5 separate regions of the Sus scrofa genome follow, and regions 2, 3, 4 and 5 are each linked to region 1. The links are chromatin contacts, called in public HiChIP or PLAC-seq and promoter capture Hi-C maps. All regions are on one chromosome and are shown on one strand. The core of a region is the stretch at or near the end of the contact, and the rest is flanking DNA. Distances in the headings are between cores, read along the strand shown.

The links. Promoter capture Hi-C pulls out the DNA fragments that hold promoters and counts their contacts. HiChIP or PLAC-seq counts read pairs in DNA pulled down with a chosen protein or histone mark.
Region 2: a contact with region 1 is called in an H3K27ac HiChIP or PLAC-seq map of alveolar macrophages. The contact joins the promoter of NR1H3 here to the promoter of AGBL2 in region 1. A contact is called at or near these places in 1 of 5 promoter capture datasets (fetal liver) and 1 of 2 datasets of contacts at active chromatin or transcription factors (alveolar macrophages).
Region 3: a contact with region 1 is called in an H3K27ac HiChIP or PLAC-seq map of alveolar macrophages. The contact joins the promoter of MADD here to the promoter of AGBL2 in region 1. A contact is called at or near these places in 1 of 5 promoter capture datasets (fetal liver) and 1 of 2 datasets of contacts at active chromatin or transcription factors (alveolar macrophages).
Region 4: an H3K27ac HiChIP or PLAC-seq map of alveolar macrophages shows a contact between it and region 1. The contact joins the promoter of SPI1 here to the promoter of AGBL2 in region 1. A contact is called at or near these places in 1 of 5 promoter capture datasets (fetal liver), 2 of 47 Hi-C or Micro-C datasets (embryonic fibroblasts and subcutaneous adipose tissue) and 1 of 2 datasets of contacts at active chromatin or transcription factors (alveolar macrophages).
Region 5: a promoter capture Hi-C map of fetal liver shows a contact between it and region 1, with 2.8 times the contacts expected there. The contact joins the promoter of SLC39A13 here to the promoter of AGBL2 in region 1. A contact is called at or near these places in 1 of 5 promoter capture datasets (fetal liver), 1 of 47 Hi-C or Micro-C datasets (embryonic fibroblasts) and 1 of 2 datasets of contacts at active chromatin or transcription factors (alveolar macrophages).

What each region holds. Positions count from the first base shown.
Region 1 is chr2:14,930,065-14,935,130 of Sscrofa11.1, forward strand. AGBL2 (cytosolic carboxypeptidase 2) reads left to right here and starts at 3,124. Exons shown (of 15, transcript XM_021083073.1): 1 at 3,124-3,620; 2 at 3,784-3,898; 3 at 4,448-4,511. The coding sequence starts at 3,863. It overlaps FNBP4 (formin-binding protein 4), which reads left to right. Exons shown (of 17, transcript XM_021083063.1): 17 at 1,058-2,123. The coding sequence ends at 1,148.
Region 2 is chr2:15,333,846-15,338,911 of Sscrofa11.1, forward strand. NR1H3 (nuclear receptor subfamily 1 group H member 3) reads right to left here and starts at 2,940. Exons shown (of 10, transcript NM_001101814.1): 1 at 2,763-2,940. It overlaps ACP2 (acid phosphatase 2, lysosomal), which reads left to right and starts at 170. Exons shown (of 11, transcript NM_001244740.1): 1 at 170-309; 2 at 926-1,021; 3 at 1,333-1,419; 4 at 2,281-2,433; 5 at 2,542-2,640; 6 at 2,721-2,810; 7 at 3,253-3,385; 8 at 4,165-4,247; 9 at 4,363-4,469; 10 at 4,592-4,767. The coding sequence starts at 196.
Region 3 is chr2:15,312,888-15,317,953 of Sscrofa11.1, forward strand. It overlaps MADD (MAP kinase-activating death domain protein), which reads right to left and starts at 2,335. Exons shown (of 36, transcript XM_021085175.1): 1 at 2,027-2,335. NR1H3 (nuclear receptor subfamily 1 group H member 3) reads right to left here. Exons shown (of 10, transcript NM_001101814.1): 8 at 4,223-4,336; 9 at 3,910-4,004; 10 at 3,442-3,721. The coding sequence ends at 3,575.
Region 4 is chr2:15,225,507-15,230,572 of Sscrofa11.1, forward strand. It overlaps SPI1 (Spi-1 proto-oncogene), which reads left to right and starts at 2,425. Exons shown (of 5, transcript NM_001001865.1): 1 at 2,425-2,602; 2 at 4,977-5,066. The coding sequence starts at 2,558.
Region 5 is chr2:15,199,956-15,205,021 of Sscrofa11.1, forward strand. It overlaps SLC39A13 (zinc transporter ZIP13), which reads right to left and starts at 2,981. Exons shown (of 10, transcript XM_003122808.6): 1 at 2,862-2,981; 2 at 1,108-1,416. The coding sequence starts at 1,408.

The sequences.
Region 1 (5,066 bases), core at 1,874-4,373:
TTTAGATTTATAAAAGGGTCCAAAGTATCCATTCTGGTAACTGCAAGGTAGAATCTGAGTTCAGTTTTTTCTTTTTCTTTTTTTTTTTTCTCTTTATGGTCACATGTTCTGCCTATGGAAGTTACCAGGCCAGGAGCCAAATTGGAGCTGTAGCTGCACACCTGTGCCATAGCCATGGCAACACCAGATCTGGGCCACATCTGCAACTTAGGCTGCAGCTTGCAGCAACACAGGATCCTTAACCCACTGAGTAAGGCCAAAGATCAAACCCACATCTTTGAGGACACAATGGGACCTCTTAGAATCTGAGTTTTACTCAGTTTTTAAATGATTGAATAAGCCATAAATGATCAGTCCTATTTATAACTGATCGAAAGAGAATCTGAAAAACATTAGGTCTGGAGTTTCCACCTTGGCACAGTGGGTTATTTATGATAGGTATGTTGAAGGTTAGATATATCTTCCTGTGAGTTAAAATGTATCAGTGACAGAGAATCATAACTCCTAGGGGCCAAGAAAGACTTTTACAAGAATGTTATGTGGAGTTCTCATGTGGCTCAGCAGGTGAAGAACCCTACTAGTATCCATGAGGATGCAGATTTGATCCCTGGCCTCACTCAGTGGGTTAAGGATCCAGAGTTGCCACAGTTACAGATGGGGCTTGGATCAGAGCTGTGGCTCTAACCAATAGCTACAGCTTCACTTTGACCCCTAGCCTAGAAACTTCTATATGCCACAGGCGAGGCCCTAAAAAGAAAGAAAAAAAGAATGTGTTGTATTCCTTCAGTATGGCTTTGTTACTGGGGAGGTATAAAAGTAAATAAGCACTAACATGAGTGAAACTAAACAGAAAGAGTGTTTTGTGTTTGGTTGACCCGTTTGAATTAAGATATTTGATGAAGAGTATGTTGCTACCTAGCTGAGAATCTTGAGATATTTTCGTAAGCTTAGATGTGATAGGTCAGCTTTTAGGTTTCAGTTAGTTTTTATTTGCTAGGAAATGAATAGTTCCATTCTTTTTTTTCCTAGTGAAGTAATTTGTATATTGTTTTCACAGTGGCATGGCAGAGAGAAATGCAAATTTTGAAGCCCTTCCTGAAGATTGGCGAGCAAGACTGAAGAGGAGGAAAATGGCTCCAAACACATAGTTTCTTAATTTCTTTTTAAATTTTTATTATTGATTTTTTTTTATATATCTATATTCAGTTCAGAGTCTTAACCAGTTTTACTGTTGTCAGTGAACTAGAAATGTTATGAGGGAGAGCATATGCATTTCCTGGGTAAGAGCATACACATACAAAATTCCCACATTCGTGAAGTGTAATTTCTCTATTTTGCTGAAAGGTGAGGTGACTGAATGCTTTGACCTGGCTGCCTTTATTCTTACACTGGCAAATTCAGCACGTTAGAGCCATTAACCTCATCAGTCTGAACATATGGCTCATGAATATGACACCTCTGTAGAGGACCCACTAAGGAAGAATGATTTTCCTGCCCAGTAGAGGCAATGTATTTCCTAGTGTGGCGCTCTCTCTCATTAACTTCTTCAGAACAAGTGCAATTAAGAAGGCAGCTCTGTATTCTACCTTGCTTAACTGGGATTATAGGAATCTCTTTCTGACCTCTTCCTCTAGTCTGCCATGCCTGAAGTGCTGAGTATAGCAGGTTGTTCACCTGGTACTAACAGATGGCCACACTCTTCAGAGTATTCTTTCCCACAGATTCTAGAACTTATAGCTCAGTCATTTCACATACTAGGTGACATTTAAATTTCAATATAGGCAGCAGCGGCAGCAGGTGTTCATGTCCTTGATTATGAGAATTTCCCCCTTACATATGTGGCAGTAAACGTAATAAGAGCCACTCCATGTATTAATGTGTTTCCATTTTCTTGACTTGGTCCAAAGTTCACCTCCCTTTTATGTGTGAATGTATTCTCCATAAAATTCCAGTATTTAAAAAGCAGTTTACTCTTCTGTACTTTCTATTGTATCACAATCAGGTAAAAGTCACTTTAAACTGAAGAAAAAGCAAATTGTGTTTTAAAGCTGTTTGTATTTCTCCAGTTTCTGACCTTGTAAATTTGTACATATGCACTAATAAAGCTTTTTTTATACTTCTGATTGGTTATCCTTTTGCTCCTGTTTTGATTATTACTCCATGATTATGTTAACCAAGACTTAAGTCAATTTTTTTATAATCAACTACAGTATAAGACATGGGCAGACATGTCCTGTCATGAAAAAAGAATGTCAAGATCTTGTCAAGAATGTCTAGATCTTGTTCAGGAGTTAGGGACAGGATTAGAAAAACAGTCCTCTAGTACCAAAAGGTACTGTATGACTTCAATTTTGGATCTTGTACTCTGTAATATTAACTGATATTTGGCCTACTTAAATCCTGGAAATGATGTAATGTGGCTAATAGTTTGAAAAAAAAATAAAGGTGCTTTATATTTTTTCCTCTGATTTCAAAAGTAATACTTATGGTTATAGTCATACCAAGTTAACCAAAGACAATAGTTAGAATTTTATTCCAATATATTTATATGCATGCAGTTGTCGGATCAGTGTTGTGTATGCTAGTGTGTTGTTTTTTATTTACCATTATGCAAATATTAGGGTGACCATTTTGTATATAGATTGTTTTTCTTGCAATTTGCAGAGAGCAAATTTCTGAAAATAAAGGCTATCAACTAGCCATTAAAGCTTTTGCTTTGCCTAACAGTTTTCCAAACTTCCAAGAATTGCTGCAGAGTACATACTTGTCTCTATCCTACCAGAATGGAGCATATTAACTTGTTTTTCAAGTCTAGCCAGGGGATGGAGAGCCTAGGAAGGTGGAAGGAGAGAGGAAGCCGCTCTCTTTGAGCAATACTTAACAGTTTCCCTAAAGCTAGCTAAGTAATAGCAACTAAGTTTGGAGTATGTTGAGCACTACTGGCGTTGTGTTTGCCCATTAATATACCTTCGAATACCCCGAAGCGGGTCTGCAGTATATTGTGCGAAACGAGGAATGAGGCTGAAACTGGTACCCCCGCCAAGTGATCGACTTCATCCGGGTTCCACACCTATTCCTTGGGGCCTCGCTCCCCGGAAGCGCCCAGCTGCCCCGCCCTCTCGCTTCCGCCTCGCGGTTGCTAGGCTACCCAGGCCCTTGCAGAAAGTTGTGGCAAGCGAGCAAGGCGAGCGCTTCGTCTTCGCCGAGCGCTGCGGTGCCTCCAGGCTCGCTCCGGCTCCTTTGCTGCTGCTGTTGGCGCCGCGCCCATCCCTGCTAGCCCGACTGGCTAGGGTAGCCAGTCTCCCCTGTCCCCTCCTAGGAAATCTCTACGCCCGCTCCCGCGCCTCTTCAGGAAACTGTCTTTCGCCACCTTCTCCCAGATAAGGAAACATTGAAACCCTGAATTCGTTTTAAGAGCCCACTCTCCCGACCCCTGATCTTTCTTTTCCATGTCCACAGAGACGACTCCGCCGGATCCCTCCATCCCTTTTTCTTAATCTTTCCTGCGGCGTCCTGGTGGTAGGCAGCTCCTTCTTAGGGAGAAGAAAGCAATGGGGCCGGCAGGAGTCCTGGGGCTTCGGGAGAAGGAGGCTTGAAGACAAGCCGCCCTTCCTCATCAGGTGCGCATTCAGGCCTCACGGTGGGCACCACCGGCTGGGTCCTTGTTTGAGGAGCGGGTGGGTTAGCAGAAAAGAGAGCAAGGCGACAGGGGGCGTGGACGTATTTCGAGTTTTTTCGGTTGTCCTCCTGTGGTTTTTTTAGCTTCATCTGTCTAATAATCAGGTGCCTTTTGGAAATTGGGCAAGGGTGTGGCTGGACGCCGTGTCACTGACTGGTCTTCAGCATACCATGTAGAAGTAACATGTTCCCAGCATTGGAAAAAGAGCCAAAGCCGAAGGTTAGTAATACCCCTCTCCAGAAACACCACAGAAATCCAGTACTAGATTAGAAAATATATCCTGGTGGCACCTTTTTCTGGCTGGAGATCTTGATCCCAAAGATGGAATAATATGCGTAAAGGTGTTTCACTTGGTTTGTTTACAGAAATTCTAGGTATAGTGTCCTCTGTAACAATGCTTCTGTACTTTGGTTAAGAGCCAGTATTATTATTTTTTTTTATTTATTTTTTGTCTTTTTAGGGCCGAACCTACAGCATATGGAGGTTCCCAGGCTAGGGGTCTAATCAGAGCTGCAGTTGCCAGCCTACACCACAACCACAGCAATACCAGATCTCAACCACCTCTACACCACAGCTCATGGCAACGCGAGATCCTTAACCCACTGAGCAAGGCCAGGGATCAAACCTGCAACCTCACAGTTCCCAGTCAGATTCGTTTCCACTGCACCACGACAGGAACTCCAAGAGTCAGTATTACTCTTATGACAGACTATTATGCTTGTTATTATGAAAGCTCTTTCCTGATTGAGATGGTCTTTCATTTTACAGACTCTTCCTGATCCCTATGAAGATTTTATGTACCATCACCTCCAGTACTATGGTTACTTTAAAGGTAATAGCTCACTCTTATCTAGCATCACCTTTCCCGGGTTCATAAAGTGAATTGTTTAACTGGGAGAGTTATGCTTAAATCAACTAATGATGAGTTTTTCCATCACCATTAGTGAAAAGTACTTTTTTTTTTTGGCTTTTTAGGGCTGCACCTGTGATATATGGAGGTTCCCAGGCTAGGGGTCAAATCAGAGCTACAGCCCCTGGCCTACGGCCCAGCAACACAGGATCCTCATCTGCGACCTACACCACAGCTCGCAGCAACGCCAGATCCTTAACCCACTGAGCAAGGCCAGGGATCGAACCCACAACCTCATGGTTCTTAGTCGGTTTCATTAACCACTGAGCCACAGTGGGAACTCCAGTACCACCCTTTCTTAATGACACCACATGGCATTAAAATAGTCTTGATATCTGGAAAGACATGTCCTCCCATATTATTGTTCTTCAAAAGTGTCTCGGCTATTGCCATTTTATGTAATTTTAGAATTGGCTTGTGATGTTTAAAAAGCTACTGGATTTCATGGAGTCTGTAGATCAAACTTGACAAGAAAGG
Region 2 (5,066 bases), core at 1,690-4,189, 400 kb after region 1:
CCTCCGCCACGCCGGGATTGCCAACCTCCTACACGAATTTCCCTCCCAGATTCCTCCGCCCACTATCCCGCTTCTCCTTTAGCAAGATGGCGGCGAGCGTACTTCCGGCGTGTGTCCTTAAGGGTGCGTCCGGGCGGCTGCCGCAAGTATCACCCAGGGGGTTCCAGCCCTTCTGCTGTCTAGACTGCAGCGGTGATGGCGGGCAGACAGTTTGGCTGGAGGCAGCCGGCTCTACTCCAGCTCCTTCTTGGTGTGAACCTGATGGTGATGCCACCTATCCAGGCCCGGAGTCTGCGCTTCGTTACCTTGGTATTGAGAGACGGGTCACCTGAGGGCTCGCCAGCGCTAGGAGGACTCAGGCCGGCTGGTGGAGGGAGGGGCGGGGCTTTGCTGGGGTCTGGGGTCTGGAGGAGGAGGAGGAAGAGGAGGAGAAGCTGGTTTAGGAAGAGACGTTTGGCCTGCCGGGTTGGGGGCCTGGGTTCGGAATTTTTGCGAAGCCCTAGGGTATTTGGTGGCGGGGGAGGCAAGGTGTAAGGGGATAGGTCGGGTGAGTCTGGTCTGGGACAGGGATGTAGTCGAACAGTTAAGAGACTCACGAACAGTTAAGAGACTCACGTCTAAAGGAGCCTTTGGCGATCCCCACCCCCTCACTGTTTCCCCCACCGTCTGCATTGCTTTGATTTCTTTTCCTTTCCCACCTGTCTTTGGTTTTCCCAAGATCTCCAGTGGCATTGCTTAGCCGAGTTAGAATCCCTGGAACCTGGAAGAGGTTACTGACTTCTGAGTTGGGGTTCTTTTGCAGTTGGTGGAGTTAAGGCATCCCAGAGGGAGTGACGCTTCCCTCTCAGCATGGGGCAGACCTGGGCTCTGTGTCTCCGTCAAGGAGACCCTTGTGACCTGTAGGGTAACCATTTTCTTTCCTCAGCTGTACCGACATGGAGACCGCTCGCCAGTAAAGACATATCCCAAGGACCCCTATCAAGAAGACAAATGGCCCCAGGGCTTTGGTCAGCTAACCAAGGTGGGTCAGAAGCCAGCTCTCCTTCAGGATGAGCTGTAGCATGAATGACCTCAAGCAGGCTTATAGGACTTGGGGCTTCACCGAATTCCTTTTTGCCATGTGCCTGCTGACTTTAATCACATTTCTTAACCTGTGCCAATTAAAATGGGCCTACACAGTGCACAATCGGCTGCTTAATAAATGACTTCAGGGATCAGATGAACCCACTCCTACTTCCAGCCAAGAACTTGGAAAGCAACAGTGGCCCAGCCCTGGTGGGGGGTGAGCCATCCCTCCCCTCTGGGCCTCTGAATCCTTGGGTTTGCCTACAGGAGGGGATGCTACAGCACTGGGAGCTGGGCCGGGCTCTGCGACAGCGATACCTTGGCTTTCTGAACACCTCCTACCACCGGCAAGAGGTAAGGCTGTGATCTTGACAGGTAAGGAAAACGGGGCCTGCTGTTCTCACCCTCTGCCCTCAGGAGACTAAGGGTGAGGCTGGGCACGCTCGCCTCCCTCCAGGCATTTCTGGTTACAGCTACAGGACAAGACACCCAAGGGGTGTCTGGAACAAAACCCCAGAGGCTGAGTTGCTCCTGCTTGGCTTGGGAATTGGCAAAACGGATCAAGCATCCAAGCTCAGATTTAAGGGTCTAGCAAAGTAGTTTCTGACTCTGAAATAGCTCAAGCTTTCAAGACATTTTTGGAGTACCTGTTATGGGCCAGGCACTATGCTAGCACTGCATATAATGGTGTGCCATACAAACTTGATCTTTGTCTCTAGATGTTGTATTGTCTCCTTGAGGGCCAGCTCTTGCCTGATCTTGCCCTTCCTTACAGCTTCTTCCTCTCTCTTCACAAATAATTATTTCTGTTCCATATCTTATTTCCTCTCCTGGTCTCTAAGCCAGTTATAAAAGGGGAGATAGTTTCTGCCCTCAAGGACCTGGGCCTAGATAGGGTGACAGGTGGTGTAATAAAACCAGGCACACAGACGGACCCAAGAGCCTTGTTAACTAAGCACTTTGGACTGGGAGGGGCATCTGACCTAAAGCCATTCTCACAGGAGTTTTTCACAGACTGGGGACAGCAAACCCCCCAGCTGCATTTTGGGCCCTGGCTGTAAAGAGGGATGGGGAAAGCCAGAGGGGGGAGAGGGCCAGATGCACGGAGGATTTCATTTGGTAGGTGTCCACCAAGAACCGGTCCTCCCCTGGGACCCCATGGAGGGGCCAGAGCTCCCCCACCCACTCGTGAGACTCGTGTTGTCATCTCTGCAGGTTTATGTTCGAAGCACAGACTTTGACCGGACTCTCATGAGTGCTGAGGCCAACTTGGCTGGACTCTTCCCCCCTAATGGGATGCAGCGCTTTAATCCAAACATCTCTTGGCAGCCTATTCCTGTCCATACTGTGCCTGTTACCGAGGACAGAGTAAGACTGGCCAGCCCTTCCCTGGAGGCGGTGAGGGGGGCAGCTCTGGCCATTGGGCTGCTGATCCCCGACTCTTTCTCTGCCTCTGCTTCCCCCTTTGGTCTGCAGCTGCTGAAGTTCCCGTTGGGCCCATGTCCCCGTTTTGAGCAGCTGCAGAACGAGACCCGGCGGACACCAGAGTATCAGAATGAGAGTATTCAGAATGCAGTGAGTGGGGCCGAGGTGGAGGTCACCACACATTGTCCTTTCCCCCAGGGCAGGACTGATCCCTGATCCCTTTCTCATAGCAATTTCTGGAAATGGTGGCCAACGAGACAGGGCTTACGGACCTGACACTGGAGACCGTCTGGAATGTCTATGACACACTCTTCTGTGAGGTGAGCTGGCTCAGGGTCCCCGGTATGACTGTCCTCCTCTCACACCTCAGCAGGCCTAGGTGACCAGGCCATGTGCAACCGTGCCTGGACCCCATTCCTACCCGGGAGGTCCAGGCAAGCCGCCTCTTGTGAAACAAGGGAACTTCCCTCATGGGTGAAAAAGAACCTCAGAGTGGGAAATAGTTTATCGATCGTCAGCAGTTCCTGCTTCTCTCCACCCCGAGCTCTCGTGGTATCTGACTCCGTTCTGCTGAGTCACACTTTTGGTGCCCGAGCCTCCTTTCCTGTGCCCTGCGGCCTCATCACTGTCCACCATGTCTCCTGGTCGCAAACCTCTGCCTCTCCTCTCCCTGCACACACCCACACACACACAGGAAGAGAACGGCTCCCGGGAGAGGCTCTGGCCTGGGTGAGGAGCTAACCTGCCCGCTGCCACATACAGCAGACACACGGGCTGGTCCTGCCTCCCTGGGCCTCACCCCAAACCATGCAGCGTCTGAGCCGGCTAAAGGACTTCAGCTTCCGCTTCCTCTTCGGGATCTACGAGCAGGCAGAGAAGGCCCGGCTGCAGGGGGGTGAGTGACAACAGCAGCATGTCACTCCCCTGTCAGATCCCTACAGCATTAGGAATCCGCTCTTGGGGGCCTCTCACATGCTACCTGAAGTGTTCTCTGCTCTTCAGAACTAGGCCCCCCTAGTCATCCCCTTAGTCATCGGTGTCCCCAGCTGTCTAGATGCCTAGCACGTTTGTCCTGTGTGAGTGAGCACGGTTGGGTGTGTGCTGCTTTTCTGCCATTCACATTCTTTTAAGTTTCACCATGTCAGAAAGCCCTCCCTCCCCTCCAATGAATCCCTTCCTCCAGATGACCACAAGGGCCCACTTTGAAAGAGGCTGACAGTCATACACAGGCCAGTTTCCTGACGTGAGCACCCCAAGGGAGTGCCAGCTGACGAACCTTTGCGACATCTCAGTTTTCAGAGCCTGCACATGACAGAGTTCCCCTGGCCTGGAGCCACCATCTTGTGTGTTCTGAAGCAATCTTGAGTTTATATTTATTCCCACCTGGAGTAATTCTTCAAACATGGGCAGGGCTTCGTAACTCATTTATAAATAAGTGGCGGGTTTCTGCATCGGTGTTGAAACACAGATAGCTAGCTTGAGCTTGCTTTCTCCTACACATGTGAAAGTTCTTAGAGAGCAGGTGCCGTAGAGTTCCTGTGTAGTTCCCATGAGCCTGGAGTTCTCTGTGGTGATCAGAGCCAGGACTCGCAGAGGGTGAGAGAACGGCAGATAGGTCTGGTGAGAAGATGGTGACGGCTATAGCCACTGACACTGGGGACTTCTGTCCTTCAGGAGTCCTGCTGGCCCAGATACGGAAGAACCTGACCCTGATGGCAACCACCTCCCAGCTCCCCAAGCTGCTGGTCTACTCAGCGGTAAGCTCCCACAGCCCGCGGTGTGCGGATGTCAGGCCAAGAGCTGGGTCTCGTCCCTCTTCAGTGCCTGGGGGTGTGGGGGGCTGTGCTGATGGGGAGCCCTTCTCCCTTACAGCATGACACCACCCTGGTTGCCCTGCAAATGGCACTGGATGTCTACAACGGTGAACAAGCTCCCTATGCGGCCTGCCACATATTTGAACTGTACCAGGAAGATAATGGGTGAGTGGAGCTGCTGCTCTGCCCTCAGGCAGGGAGCTCCCGTGACTGATGGCTGTGGACAGCCTGAGGCGCTGCTGTCAGCCTAGCGAGCAGCTCCCATCTTGTCTCCTATGAACCTTCAGGAATTTCTCAGTGGAGATGTACTTTCGGAATGAGAGTGACAAGGCCCCCTGGCCGCTGATCCTGCCCGGCTGCCCTCACCGCTGCCCGCTGCAGGACTTCCTTCGCCTCACCGAGCCTGTCATACCCAAGGATTGGCAGCAGGAGTGCCAGCTGGCAAGTGGTCCTGCAGACACAGGTGAGCTGCTGCCTGCCTCCGTGCTGGCCATGTCCTAGAATAACTTCCCACTCATACCTGTAGGTCTTGAGAGCGCTGACGCACTTCAGCCATGCTACCGCGGGTCCCCACAGTTCCCTTCGCTGCCCCTCGCCCCAGACGGACTCACTGAGGCCCCTCCTTATGCCACTGAGGAAACAAGAGCACCAGAGATCTCACCCTCCCACCGCCAGGTCTTCCAGCTTTCTTGCGGGTATAAGCTGCCACCTCGGGCCAGCCTTTCCACTTACACGCCAGGTCCTTCTCTTCTCACTTCAACT
Region 3 (5,066 bases), core at 1,085-3,584, 380 kb after region 1:
CTTCCTTTCCCTTGCTCCCAATAGAGGACCTGCAGGTAATAGGATTTAGTTTTATCTCCATAGCAACTCTGGCTCTAGGACTATATATAGCAGAGCCACGGCCCCTCCCCTGCTTGGTGACCGCACAGTGCTAGCAGCTGCTACTCCAGAGTTGGCCAATGCCCATAATAATTCATTCTCCTTGAATCTGGAGATACCTCTTCCATTGACAGCTATTATTATGAGGTTATCTTCTCCCCCATTTGCTTTTAGTTTGCACTTGGTCCTAATTCTGGATTTTCATAGACATATCACCTTTCTACACAACCAAAACCAAGTTCCCAATCTTGCTATATATTCATTTTTAGGCATCACCACCACCCCAAAAGCTCTTTGGTTCTCTCCACTGCCACAGAATCTTGAGCATTCTGCAGAATGTAAGGCCCTGTTATAGAGCAGAATCCAGTTCCTCCCAAGCAGAAAAAGTGGAGGAAAATGAAAAAAATGAAATGGGAGATGGGTAAAAGCATACTTTATAAAGAATTATGTGTAAAATGCATAGTGAGAGCCAAAGTATCTTAAAATGAAACAATTTACAGGACCAGAGCACAAGGTTAAGTCTTGAAATCTACGTTTACATTGAAAACCAGGAGCCCTTTCCAGCTAAAATCTCAAAGATCACACCTGAAGCATCTTCTACTAATATATCAGGGATCAGGCCTCTATCCTTGGGATCCCAGTCCCTCTTTCCTTGAGAATCATTTGATAAAACAAATCATTATCATGCTCTACAATGCTGTCTCCCTCCACAAACAAGTCACAAACAAGGACCCTGAGATCTTGTGACTATTCTAGCCACTAATGATAGGATGGATTTTTAGCCTCCGTTCTATCTCAACAGCTACTGCCTTTAGTTATTCAAACTGCAGAGATAAGGCTTTTCTTCCCATTCGCTCCCCTCTTCACAAAGACTCTAAATCCTCTTAACACTACCTATACTCACACTGTCTTCACATCCACCCAGACTCAGACTCCGCCTCTTGCCTCAACCATATTTACTAACGGGCAGCCCCTCATTCCCAGCTCCTATATTCCAAAGGCATCAAGCTCAAGACTCATACCTATCCGCTGAAGTCCTACACAATTACCACCCAACACCATCCACACGCAGATTTAGAATCCACAGACCTTTAAGCTATCTTGTCTTTTCAGCTTACAAATGGCCATGTTAACCAGCCCTTTGGATTCGTCCCTCATTTTGGCAGGATGTCACAGTAAAACCACAAGAACCAGAGAGTGATAGGACATCTGCTGACGTGAGCACAATAAGAGGCTCTCTCCCCTCCTCCTCCCCAGGCAGTGACCTTGCAAGCGCATCAGCACAGACTGGTCCAACGTGGGGAAGAATGAGAGCAAGGAGGCAGCAATAGGCAGGGTTGGGGAAGTAGGGAAGGCAGGGAAAGAAGGATGAGTCTAAAGATGCACGAGGATGGGGAGACAATCAGTTTCAGGAAAGACTGAACGGGGTCTCCACTCCCCAACAAGCCAATTTTGAAACACCAAATTAAAAAAAAAAAAAAAGAAAATTTAAGAAGCCAAAGTGTTTATTCAAATTCTAACCAAAAATGGGGAACGCGCGCGCGCACACACACACACTCACGCACAGACACAGACACACGTACACACGCGCGCCATGTGTTTAGCCCCCGGACAGGACAGCTCTGCCCGCCCCCTCACCTGCTGGACAGTTCTCCCCCGCACCCGCCCCGGAACCAGGGCCGCCCGCCAGCCTCGCAGGAATCTAGCCCCGCAGCCGCAAGCTGCGCCCAGGTTCGCAGCTGGAACCCCTTTGGCCCCCACCCCTTGTCCTACCCCCTTCCTACAGACCGCTGCTCTCTCTCGAGACCCCACGCCCCCTCACACAACCTTGGGGGCTCCTTAGAGTCCCCTTCCCACTAAAGCCCCTGTTTCCTCTCATAGTCTGTATCCCCCGGGGAGCCCCACCCCAAACACCCTTCCAGGCCCCCAGTGGCCCAGACCTTCCTACCTCTGGAGCCTCTGAAGACCGGCCAGGTTCGGCCGCACGACTCTCTGCAGCCAAGCGTCAGTCGCTCGCCGGCGCGGACGCCGCTCAGAGCGCGCGCCAGTTCCGCGTCCTCACCGGGAAGGGGGGTGGGGGGGCGCCTACCACTCCGACCCGGTGAAGGAGGGGGAGCCGAGGGGGGCCGGGGGCCGTACCATTCCCCCCGGGGAGGACAGGGCTGCACCAAGCCGAGGGCTGAAGGGTGGAGCCGACCTCAGGAGAAAGGCGGCTACGCACACACCTATCCGTGTGGGAGTGGGAACGCGATGGGGAGCGTTGGGCCAGCCCAGCGCCTTTACGTGCCAAGGGGAGGACCCACAGGAACACTTTTTCTTTAGGTTACTAAAACAGATTTTAATTCGGCATGGTAATGGAGTCCATTTCGAGGAAATGTGGATTAATCTGGAAGAGACTTCTCAAGATAAGCTGCCCCTGAGACTTTCTAACCGTCCCTCTTACCTGACTTCCCTCCCCCCGCTCGCGCTTTGGAGGTGCCCAGCCTCCCGGGCTGGCAAGCCGGCGGCCTCGGCAGTGGAACCTACCAATTCAGGGGCGGCGGGGGGACCTGATGCCGGAAGGCGCAGGCCGCGGTTTCACCTACACCGGGACGCTCCACGGGAGGGGGCGTGAGCGGTGCCGCGGTGCCCGCTGGGAAATGGAGTCCAGCCCTTTGGAGACGCTAACCCTGAAACCGGTCAGCCTACCCCTGGCCTCAGGGGACCTTTCTTCCTGTCCCAAGGGTCTGCGGGCCAAGAGGAAGGATTGCTCTTTTTCAGCTGTCAACGGGAAAACCAAGGTATTATACCCGCGGGCATGAACACAGGTGCACGACTGAGGCGTTAGGTCGGAAAATCCCACACCCCCTTCCCACAGGAAGACAACCGATCCCACCTGGATCACTGAACGGGAAGGGGGCATCTAAGCCTCAACATTTCATTGACCCTTATGGCTCAATGGGGCTAGTAAAAGGAGGTCCCCGCTCACTGCCAAGGCTGTCACTTGTGACTTGTCTCCCTCCTCGGAATCTGGAAGCAGCTCCTTAAAGGACACAGCCTTCCCTCCTCTGTTGCCGGGCCCCCACTCCCAATCCAGAAATGGGTTTCTCTCATCCTGTATTAATTTCGATCTTCCTGTACACCCAGTGCCAGTCCTATCAGTGAGGCAGCCCTGAGGCATTTACGGCCAAGCCGCAGGCTAACAGTGGAGAATTCTTCTTGGGGCCCCGTGGGGAAAACAGGAAGTGGTAGAGGCAGGATGGGCAGGGCCCTGGCCAACCTTGTGCAAAGTGGCCCCCAGGTTCATCCATTTGGCAGGGTCAGTACCGTCTTCACATGGGAGCACTGTTTCAGCAGAATCCCCAGGACCCAGCAGCCACAAAATTCCCAACCCTTTGACTCTTTTAATGCCACGTGAGGATGTCCTTTGCCCAGCCCTCAGGAATGTCTGCCCTTCTCAGTCACGCCTCAGCCATCTACCCCAAAAAACAGAAGACACGGTGTGGGGGAAGAACAGTCACTCGTGCACATCCCAGATCTCAGAGAGCAGCGGGGGAAGCTTTTTATCCTGCAGGCGCAGTGCAAACACTTGCTCTGAGTGGACGCTGCTCAGTGTCCGGAGGCTCACCAGTTTCATTAGCATCCGTGGGAACATCAGTCGGTCCTGGGGAAGAAGAGGGACAAGTGCAGCCTTTGTCTCTCCCCAAGGAAGGGGGGCAAGGTGGGGAGTTGTGGGAGAGGTAGAGAATTGTCTGTGCACGATGTAGTCAGGGAGGGATTCTTGGAGGGAAAGTAGGTGTGTCAGGGGCTGAGCCTGTAGAGGAAGAAAGGGGGCACAGTGGGGAGACTCACATGGGGGTGGTGGATGGAGACGTAGGCATGCAGGGCCTCCACATATGTATGTTGCAGCCTCTCTACCTGGAGCTGGTCCTGCACGTTGGGCCGGTCTATAGGTCACCAACAGAGTTGAGTAGCAGGTCTGGCCAGGGTCTTCCTTCCATACCCCAAATCACAACCAAAATATAGGAACGCACCCCACCCAACCTCTCCCATCCCAAGGTAGCACAGCAAGAGCCTCCACCCCCATGATTCCTGCCCTATGGGGACGGCAGCCCTCTTCCGTGTGAATCTCTTGCTTGGTTTCCCTCCTGCCCCTCCTCCGCACCTGCAGAGAAGATGCTGATGGCAATGAGCAGGGCAAACTCAGCATCATTTAGTTGCAGCTCATTCATGGCTCTGGAGAACTCGAAGATAGGGTTGATGAACTCCACCTGCAGCCCTGGGGAGGCAGAAGAGAGGCTGGGGTGTGTGGCATGGGCAGCACTGCTCAACTGAGGAAACTGCTAAGAACTCAGAAGTCTCCAAGGGAGTTCCTGTTGTTGCTTAGTGGAAATGGACCTGACTAGTATCCATGAGGATGTGGGTTCCATCCCTGGCCTTGCTCAGGGGGTTGGCAATCCAGCGGTGCCGTGAGCTATGGTGTAGGCTGCAGACAAGGCTTGGATCCCGAGTTGCTGTGGCTGTGGTGCAGACTGGCAGCAGTAGCTCTTATTTGACCCCGAGCCTGGGAACATCTATATGCCACAGGTGCAGCCCTAAAAAAAGAGAAGCCTCCAGGGCTCAGGTGTGTAACCTTGAGTAGGTTTCTTAACCTCTCTAAACTTCACCTGTGAGATGGACTCATACCTGAACTTATAAAACTGTTGTGATAGTTACATGATAAAGCATATAGGAGTTCCCTGGTGGCCTAGTGATTAAGGATCCAGTGTTGTCACTGCTGTGGTTCAGGTCCCTGCTGTGGCACGGATTTGATTGCTGGCCTGGAAACTTCCACATACCAAGAGCACAACCAAAAAATAAAGCAGACAGGAGTTCCCTTCATGGCTCAGTGGTTAGCAAACCCAATTAGCATACATGAGGACGCAGGTTCAATCCCTGGCCTCAATCAGTGGGTTAAGGACCCGGCACTGCCAGCTGGTGTAGGTCACAGACTTGGCTTGGATCCTGAA
Region 4 (5,066 bases), core at 1,175-3,674, 290 kb after region 1:
TTCTCCTGTGGCGCCTTGAGACTTAGGTCTCAGGGACCCATAGCTGACCTGGTCTGCTACCCCAGCTCCCAGGCTGGGGACTCAAAAAGCTCATTGCCTTCTTGTCCTGTCTTGCTTCTAGCCGAGAGGATAGCAGCTCACTGGTGACTCCTTTGTTCGCTCTCCCCTCCTTGACTTTGCTCCTTGACTTTGGTTCCTCAGCCAGACATGCTCTTTCCCTCACTTTTCACTCGTGTTTTCCTGCCCTTGGCCCTGACCTAATTAACTGTTCCCTGGCACCTCTGTGCCCCAGCCCCGAAGAACCAGTCTGTCTGCTTACACCTCTGTTCTCTTTGCAGGCCTGTGAGCTCCTGGAGGCCAAGGACATGCCTCATTCATGTTTATGTCCCCTTTCTGGGCCCAGCACGTGGAGGAGCCTCAATCAAAAGTTAGCGATTGGGAATTCCCTTTGTGGCTCAATGGGTTAAGCATAGTGTCTATGAGGTTGTGGGTTTAATCCCTGGCCCCATTCAGGGGGTTAAAGATCTGGCGTGGCCCTGAGCTGTGATGTAGGTCACAGATGAAATTTGGATCCTGCATTGCTGTAGCTGTGGCACGGGCCAGCAGTTGAAGCTCTGATTTGACCCCTAGCCTGGGAACTTCCATATGCCAGAGGTGTAGCCCTCAAAAGACCAAGAAAAAAAAAAAAAAAAAAAGAACAATGAATGAATGAATGAACACATCAAGCAGGACCTGGTGCAATAGACCTACTCCCCACACACATCCAATGGGCTAGGACTAGACTTTGATGGGAAAGTGGGGACAAGGATGGATCTGCTCCTTTTTGGGGAGGGCCTTGGTCAAGTTCCTGGAAGTCCTGAGGTCTGGTAACTCGGACCCCTGGGAGAGTCCCAAGAGTGCATTCAAAAAAAATCAGTGAAGATTGTAGGCAAAAAAGATCTAATGGAGAACACAGACTTGTGAATTCCTGGTCTTTGCTGCAAGTAAATAAGCACTAGGGGATCTGGGATTCCAGTGACAGGAAGGAGGCTGGCAAGTCACTGGGGAGGGATATAAAGCAACTACTCAGGGGAGGAAACGGAACACTCAAGAAGTTCTTCTCAAGAGAAGTAGACTCATCAGAGATCAATAGATCAAAAAATATCTCTATTCATCCTTCTGCCCTCCAGACTAGATCAGGAACTCCTTGAAGGCAGGGATCTTGTCCGTTACCTCTCCTTTCCCCTTGAACTCAATTATGATTGGATGATACATAGATAGATGGATGAAGGGATGGATGGATGCGGGGGTTGGATGGTTGGGTAGTTGGGGGAATGTATGGACGGATGTATGAATGGATGGATGGCTAGATGGACAGGTGGATGAATGGATTAATGGGTGAACAAATTAATAGCAGGATATACAGTAGATAAACAGATGGAAAAATGGATGCGTCACGGATGGGCTGATATATAAACATATAGATGGCTAAAGGGACAAGCAGATAAATGGGTGGATGGGTGATAGACTAATAGATAAATGGGCTAACGAGTGAATAGTTGGATAAACTGATAGACAAATGAATGCACGGCTGGCTTTCATGAGTGGATGGATGGATTGACAAACAGACCGATAAACAAATCGATGAGAAAACAGATGAATGGATGGACAGACAAGAAAGGTTTGATATCAAGGCATTGGTCAGGGGTGGGGAAACTGAGAAATCTGGGCTGGGAATAGAGCACTTAGGGATCTGGGAGAAGCGGTGGTGCTTGGGAAACTGGGAAGAGAGGGTGGAAGAACGCTTCTGGTGGAAGGGAAGCCAGTGTAAAAGGACTAGGAGGAAAGGGGAAGTGGTACCATGCTGAAGACCCTGGCCCGGAGCCCAGCGCTAGGCTTGGCAGAACCGAGGGGCTGGGGGCCCAAGGGCCCAGGGAGAGCCAGGCCTGGGAATCAGCTGGATCAGAGCCCTCAGCCAGCCAGCCTGACCCCAGAAAATGGAGGCCCCAAGAGGCCATCCTTACCAGCTCTGACCCCAAGGAAGTGACTGTTGGGCACGTGGAGGGTCTCTAGAGAGGTAGGTGTTTGTGGGGTTAGGGGCTGGAGAGCCTCAGCAGGGCGGGGGCAGCAAAGGCCTCCCAGTGGTGAAGCTAGGCTTCCTCCCTCCTTCTCTTCCTCCCCACCCCAGCCCTCAAGGCCGCCCCTCATAGTCCCCGGCTTCCTCTGGGCAGGGGGCCTGGCCCCCATGGCCTCCCAGGCCAGCCCCTGGAGCACCACCTGCCCCAGCCGGCCAGAGACTTCCTGTAGCGCAAGAGATTTATGCAAACGGGCTGGGGTGGTGATGTCACCCCAAGGGGACTATCTCCCAGCGGCAGGCCTTCGATAAAATCAGGAACTTGCGCTGGCCCTGCAATGTCAAGGGAGGGGGCTCACCCAGGGCTCCTGTAGCTCAAGGGGCAGGCCTGAGCCCTGCGCCCGCCCCGAGTCCGTCCGGCCCCCGACGGGGCGCCCCATCCCAAGGGGCTCCGCACTGGCCCCCACCGAGGCAGGGGACCTGACAGGCTCGGAGCTCGGCTGGATGTTACAGGCGTGCAAAATGGAAGGGTTTCCCCTCGTCCCCCCTGTGAGTACCGGGACTCCTCTACCAGCCCAGCCCGCGGCCCTCCGACGCCCGCCCGCCTGCCCGCCAGCCCACCAACCCGCTGGCTGCCCTCCGGCTATCAGTGGGAAGCTGGTGTTTCCTCCCAGCAGCTCCTGGCCTGAGACCCAGCGAGGGGGCCATTCGCTTCCTCGGAGCATGCCCTGGCGGGCTGAGGGCTGGGCCCACGGTGGGGCTGTGATCGGTGGGGCCTGAACGGTTATTTATAGTTGGGGCTCGGGTGGCAGGCCTGAGCCCCAGCGCAGGGTGCTGGGCTGAGGATGGTGAGGGTGGCGGCAGGGAGGTGGTGGCGGAGGAGATGAGGAGACTGGCTTGCCGGTGAGGAAGCCGGCCCCCAGGACAGTAAAGGCTCATGGGCAGGAGGCAGCAGGCCAGAGATCTCAGCCCAGGGCCTGGGTGCTCCTGGATACTGAGGCTGTCTTGAGCCTGAGTCCCCAACACCCAGGCTGGGGCCTGGCACAGAGGACATAGTTGTGGTCCTAAGGCTCTGAGCTCTGGGCCCAGGCCCTGAGTGGCGGAGGCAGGGGCCGGGGAGGCGCTGGGCTGGAGCAGTGAGGGGAGCAGAGACTGGCCATGCAGTTAGGGCTGGAGATCGGGAAGAAGAGGGCAGGAGCTGGGGTTGGAGACATCCTGCGGCTGAGATTGAGGCTGGGGTAGGGTCTGGTCAAGGGTGAGCCTGGGGTGAAGGCAGGGGCTGAGGCTGGAGGAGAAGAAGCAGGCGTCCCAGCGGTCCCCAGGGAGGGAAGGCCAGCCGTCTGGGGTGGACCCCTTCTGCTCCTGTTCTCAGTGACAGTTGCAGCCTTTGGCAGGTGTCAGACTTGGGCCTCTCTGAGAAGACCTATGTCCCTTTCCCACCCTGTCTGCCCTCAGCAGGGGTAGGGACACTTGCGGGGAGCTGGCAAGGACTTGGCAGGACCTGCCCACCTGACTCAGCTTTCCTGGCCTGGATGCAGCTCCCTTCACCACCCCCACCACCCAGCCAGGCCTCAGAGCCCCAGGGAGGCACCCCAGGTTGACATCCTGCTGTGGGGCTGTGCTACCCACAAACCCTGTGCTAGGATCCCGGCCTCCTGGGAGCCAGCCAGCCCCCACCTGGCCTGGTCCCACCCTTCTCCAACCTGGGACCAAGAGTCTGAGGGGGCAGGCAGGAGCGGATGGAGGTGGTCCTGGGAAGAGCCACCTCTGCCCTGAGAAAGCCACAGGCCCAGGGGCTCAGCCACCCTGTCTGAACCTTGACCTCTCAGTCTCTGAACCCCAGGGAGAGCTGCATAGGAGACATATCTTGGGCTTCCACACCAAACCCCTCAGCCCCTCTCCTCAGCCCAGGGGCTAGTCTGGCGTGGCTCCTGGATGGTGGGCTCCTAAGGCAGTGCTGCTCCTCAAACCAGACCCTGAGGGCCAGAGTTACTGTTGTGCAATCCTTGGGCACATACTGCGGGGGTGGGGAGAGGCCTGGTGACTGTTGGGAAGCCGGTATGCTTGTCCCTGTGCTGGGGGTGGGGGGAGGGAGTAGCCCAGGGAGGTGGGTGGATGGGAGGAGCAGGGAGGAAGAGGGTCAAGGCTCTGGCCCACGGCCCCCAAAGCCTGCCTGGGCGAATCCTGGAAATTCCATCAGTGTGACTAGCCATTGGTCATCATGGTGGCCCTGGGCCTGCCAGTGGCCTGGGCACAGGCCGTGAGAGAGGGGAGTGGGGTGCGGAAAGTGGCAGGAGGACAAGCATGTGTTCTGTGGAGTGAGTGTGCAGGAGGAATACCCTGGAAGGATATGGGTGTGAACGTGTGTGAATGCATTTGGCAGCGAGCATACGGATTCGTGTGTTAATTTGGGGGACACTATGTGTGTCTACAGGTGAGTGTAAACAGGGCTCGGGTGACGACAAGTGTGTGGATATGCCAGTTGACCCCTAGAGTGAGTGTGAATGGGTGTGAGTTCACACATGGGAGTGTGGGTGGAAGTGTGTCATGGGAGTATGAGGATGGTTGGGGGGGTAGGCGTATCGGTGTTTCGGTGTCACGGTGAAAGGGCAGACACGTAAGTTGGGACCCGGGAAAGCAGTGGACTGTGAGTGTGAAGTGACCGTGGGGCGCTGCCTGCTGTCCTCTCAGCCCTGGTTCTTTTCTGACCTCTGACCTCCAGGGTCCCTGTCACCCCCTTTCTGCAGGAGCCAAGGCTCTTGCTCCCCTGGGTCCCTGCTTTATTGTCACCTCTCCCAGTTCTAAGCAGAGGGAGAGCAGTGGGCCTGATGCAGCTGCTCAGTGTGGACATACTGGGGGGCTGCCAACCCTGCTGGGGTCTCCCTGCCACCATCCGAGTCCTGACACGCTCCTCTCTCAGCAGCCATCAGAAGACCTGGTTCCCTATGACACGGATCTCTACCAACGCCAAACGCATGAATATTACCCGTATCTCAGCAGTGATGGAGAAAGC
Region 5 (5,066 bases), core at 1,731-4,230, 270 kb after region 1:
CCTCCATGACATACACCTCAGCTCATGGCGATGTCAGATCCTTAACCCACTGAGTGAGGCCAGGGACTGAACCCGCATCCTCATGGGTTCATTAATGGCTGAGCCATGAAGGGAACTCCTACTATGTCATACCCTTGGGTGGGAGTGACAGGCACCTGCATTTTTAGCAGCTCCCCATCTGATCTTATTTTTCATTTTTCATTACAGCATGTCTCTTATGGATAGACAGCACATGCACACAACACAAAAGGGCAGCCAAGGAAAAGCCTCCGCCAGGCCTGTGCCCACCTCCCAGATCCCCTCCCCAGAGGCAGGCCGGCTACCAGCCTCTGGCATGTTCGTGGGTTAAGGGTGCCCCAGCGGCTCTGGGTTTGAGCACCCTTCAGCACTATGAGTCGGGACTTAAGGGAGAGGCAATGCTTCGCTTGCCTCAGCACCCAGGACCCAGCACAGAGCCCTTGCCTGGCTCCGGGCAGTCTTCTAAGTGCTTTACTAACATCAGTTCATTTAATCTCCACAGTAACACCTATGAGGTAGCTACTACTACTATCCCCATTTTTTTTTTTCTTTTAAGGTTGGGCATTTGGAGTTTCCCGTGGCTCAATGGGATCAGCATATGCTTGCTTGGGAGCACTGGGACACAGGTTTGATGCCGCGCCCAGCACAGTGAGTTAAAGATCCAGTGTTGCGGCTCAGATCTGATTCCTGAGGGTGGCCAAAAAACCACAAAACAAACAAACAAACAAACAAAAAATAAGGTTGGGCGCTTGAGGCAGAGTGAAGTTAAGAAACTTGCCCAATGCCACCCAACCCTTAGATGCAGAGCCAAGATCTGAACCCATGCAGCCTGGCATCCATACTTCCAGCCTCGCCTCTTGCTTCTCGGTGAATGTTGGCCGACTTTCACTGTTTCAGAATAAACCAGTGCACAAACAAATGGACAAATGAGCACAGCTCACTGGACCCAGGTGAGGAATTATGCTCTGTCCCCACCCTTACTTCAGACACACTGTGACTCGGGACACGGGACCCGGCTCTCCCAGAAAGAGCAGCAGCATGTTTCCCATGCTGCCGGCTGCCCCTGGGAGCCAGAGGAGGGTCACTCACCTTCCGAGCGCAGCGTGGTCCCCATCTCCAAGGGAATGACGAGCAACGGAAAGACCCCGCTGAGCCCCACCAAAAGTGAGCCCAGGAGGGAGCAGATCCAGGTGTCCAGCCTCTCTCCGCTCAGCAGGGCCCCCCAGGACTCACTTTCCTTACTGTCCAGGCGACAGGCCGCTGCCACCCCCTGGCTCCGGAGGGCCTGTTGGGATCCCCCAGCCCCTCCCAGGAGCTCCAGGGCAAGAGCAGTGAGCAAGAGGAGCCTTTGTCCTGCCATGCCACAGCCAGGGCAGGGACATCCAGGCATGCCACGTGCTGAAAAACACAAAGGCCACTTACGTGAGCTGCCACCCTTGGCCGCACACCTGCTTAGGAAACGTGGCATCTTAACCCTCCCCCCACTCCCAGAGGCCTTGGCACCGGCCCTCCTGCCTGCCTCCCCCTGGGGCCTCTGAGGACCCGAATGATGGGTGCATGGAGCAAAGCGGCTCTGCCCCTCCTCACCTCACTCCCAAGGACCACACATTTTTTCCTTGGGAGCCACTTCCAGACTGTGTGTCAGCCTGTCCGCCTGAGGCTAAACTTTCCTTAATGACAGGGTGAGGCGCTGGCTAGGTTCCCCTCAGCCACTGGCAGGCCTGGCCCAGCTGGATGTCTGGCTGCCAGGGGAGGCTTTGGGCCGGGATGTCCTCCAGTGAAGCACCCCCAGGGACAGAGGCCGGCACCACCTAGCTTGGTGGGGCAATAGGAGGAGTGCAGGTGGGGAAACCAACCAGCTGATCTAGATTAGGATCATTAGGGCTTCTTCCTAGGAAATGGGCCAAACAGGAGGTGGGACTGAAGACAGAGGCTCCTTCAGTTAGGAGCTGCCTCACAGATGTATAGAGCACAGGCTTTGAAGACCTGCCCTTGACTTTGTGCTCTGAGCTTATAGCTGCTGGTTGGGGGTAAATCCCTGAAGACTCTCTCTGAGCCTCAGTCTCCTTCTCTGTAGGATGGAGAGAATTTGCCTCCCTCACACAAATGAGATGAGCTTGCTAAACAGGTGAGCATGCCTGGCATGGATCAGGCACAGAAAGCCCTCCTTATGCTGCTGGGACCCAGGAGCAGTGGACACCTGGAGTGCACCCAGCGGATGGATCACAGGACCTGGATGTGAGTCAACCAAGAGGGAAGTACAAATCTGGAAACTCAGGCATGAGGTTTAAATGTGGTCTTCCCTGCCTCATGCTGGCTGTGACCTTGAGCCAGTGATGGCCGTGCCTCAGTTTTCCGCATTTGCTGATGGAGTTGGGAAGGGGGCGGGGGCGGGGGCGGGGGCGGAAAGCAGCTGTTAAAGATGCTCCAGTCTAGGCTCTCCAGGCCTTAAATCCGCAGGGCTCCACTGGGGACCAAAAAGCAGGACTGAGCCAGGCCTGACTTGGAGGCGGCGGCGGGTCACTTAAAGGTTAGAGGACCACAAGTTTGGAACAGAAGAGAGGGTACCGAGGGAGTCAGCAAGCGGAGAGAAAGGAGAAAGCAAGGAGCGGGAGAGTCAGGAGTGGAGAGCTGGAGAGTGGGAGATGGATGCGGAAGGGGAGAGAGAGGGAGAGATGAGGAGCGACGCGTGGGGAGCCGGGAGAAGAGCCCAAGGAAGTTGAATTCCCGGGCTCTGGGCAAGAGGCCCAGGTCTGATCTAGACAAGCCGGGCCGAAGTCAACGGGATGGGCAGGGTTTGTCCCGCCTGGGGCATGGGCCCTGAGGGTCGGGCGGTCACTCACCTTGCGGCGGCAGCGGCGGCGCTACGGGCGGCCCCGGCCATCCAGCTGCGGAGCCCCGCCCCGCCCCGGGTCTGCCCCGCCCGGCCCGGCCACCCGGCCCCCGGCCCGGAGCCGCCCCCCGCGCGCGGCCACGTCACACGGGACCTGTCCGGAACCCGACGCGCCGCGCGCCGCGGGGTAGTGGGGGAGCGGCCGTCGGAGCGCGCTTCCGCCTCGCGGCCATGGGGGACCCGGGCGGCTGGCGCACTTCCGCTCCGGCCGGACCGGGCACAGCGGGGAGGGTCGAGCGGAAGTGGGAGCCCGCTGGACACCGCACTCGGTCGGGCTAGGCAGGGCGTAGGCGGCGGCCTTCTAGGGACCACGAGCGGCCGGGTGGCTGGGCTTGAGGGCCTGGCCGCCGCTTCCTCTCTCGGGTGGCAGTCCCGGCCGCGGCCGCACGGGGGCGCGCTCGGCTTCTAGACTGTGCCGTTCCGAGCCGGGGCCGGGGCCGGTGCTGGGGCTTGGGGCCGGGGTCGGGGTGGGAGGATGGCTGCGGCACTCCTTCTCTGAGTCAGCCTGGTCTGGCTCCTCCATGAGCAAGGGAAAGGGGAAGTGTCTGCCGCAGGGAGGGGCCTAGCCTCGGGAACCTCAGAAGAGGGAATTTTATTCTTACTCATCGAATTATTTTTATGCTTTGGTTTTTCACTGGGAACCTCAGGCCTTTGTCTCCAGGGCTTGTAACCCTTTGGAGTCCAATGCACGGTGGCTTGACACTGCTGCTGGTAACTCCAAACCTGGGGGAGCAAGAGCTCTGTGCTTCCCTCACCTCAGATTAAGGCAGCAAACAATAGCATTATTATTATAACCGCAGTTTATTGCTGAACACCTGCCATTTACTCTGCTTGCATTGTCTTAAAGAACCCTCAGCCTAGCCCATTGAGGTGGGGTAGTTAGCCCAGGGTCACACAATAGCACGGATGACAGAGCCACAATTGAAACCTGAATATTCCTGAACCCAGGGCATGTGACAGCAGCTCTCATTTCTAGAGTCTTAGGAATCTGGCTTGGCATTTCCACTTTGCATCCTTCTCTGGGAATCAGCCAGGACCACCTATACTCAGGAACGGGCCCTTGGGTACTCATTTGGACAGAGATTGTGACAGGGTGGGAGTCTCTAAGCCTCTGACCCTCATCTGCCTCCTAGGGTACTTCCTTCATCCATCCTGTGTCACTTTCCCTTACTGGGGGCTCTGAGGGCACAAGTGTCATATGCTACACCAGTTGCCCTGTTCCACCTCACACTCCAACGCTGCCTTTCTTAGACCCCAATCCTACCAAGAAGGATCAGCTTTCCTCTGAAAGCCCCCTGTCTGCTTCCCCCTCAAGGCCCACAGTTCTGCCGGGACACCCTCCTCTTCCCCCGCCTAAGTTCTGAAGTGGAAACCCTAGGTTGATTACTTTGCAGAGGGAGGAGGAGGAGGACACTCAGGGATGCTGCTCTGGGATCTCTAAGATGCCCCCCATATATGCAAATCACTCCATCATATGCAAAGCACTTCACAATATACAAATGATTTCACAATAACATAGTCAGCATTCCCGCCTCTAGGGGCTGAGGGCTGCTGGCCACCAGCAAGGGGATGGACAAGACAGCGCTAGAAACACCACTTGCTGCCTTCCCACTGCCTTTTTCTCTCACCTGGCCTGGTGAGATTCCCTAATGTATTGGAGGTAGAGGTGGAGATGTTACTCTAGAAGATGACCTTGAGCCAGGAGGACCAAGTAGAAAGACACAGTGGGTGGGCAAGTGTGTGGCTGTTAAAAACAGTGAATTAAATCTGCCAGGGGCTTCCAGGTATTGATGAGTGAGAAAAGGGAGATGCAGAAATGTTTATTTAATATAATCTACTAATTTAAAATATATACAAAAAGGAGAGTTCCCATTGTGCCTCAGCAAAAACAAACCCGACTAATCTCCACGAGGACAAGGGTTCAATCCCTGGCCTTGCTCAGTGAGTTAAGGATCCAGTGTTGCCTTGAGCTGTGGTGCAGGTCGCAGGCACAGCCCTGATCTGGCATTGCTGTGACTTCGGTGTAGGCTGGCTTCTGCAGCTCTGATTCAACCCCTAGCCTGGGAACTTGCATATGTCATGGATGCGACCCTAAAAAATAAAGAGAAAAGAAAAAAAGGAAACACGTATGTGTACATGTAATTAAAGGTATTGG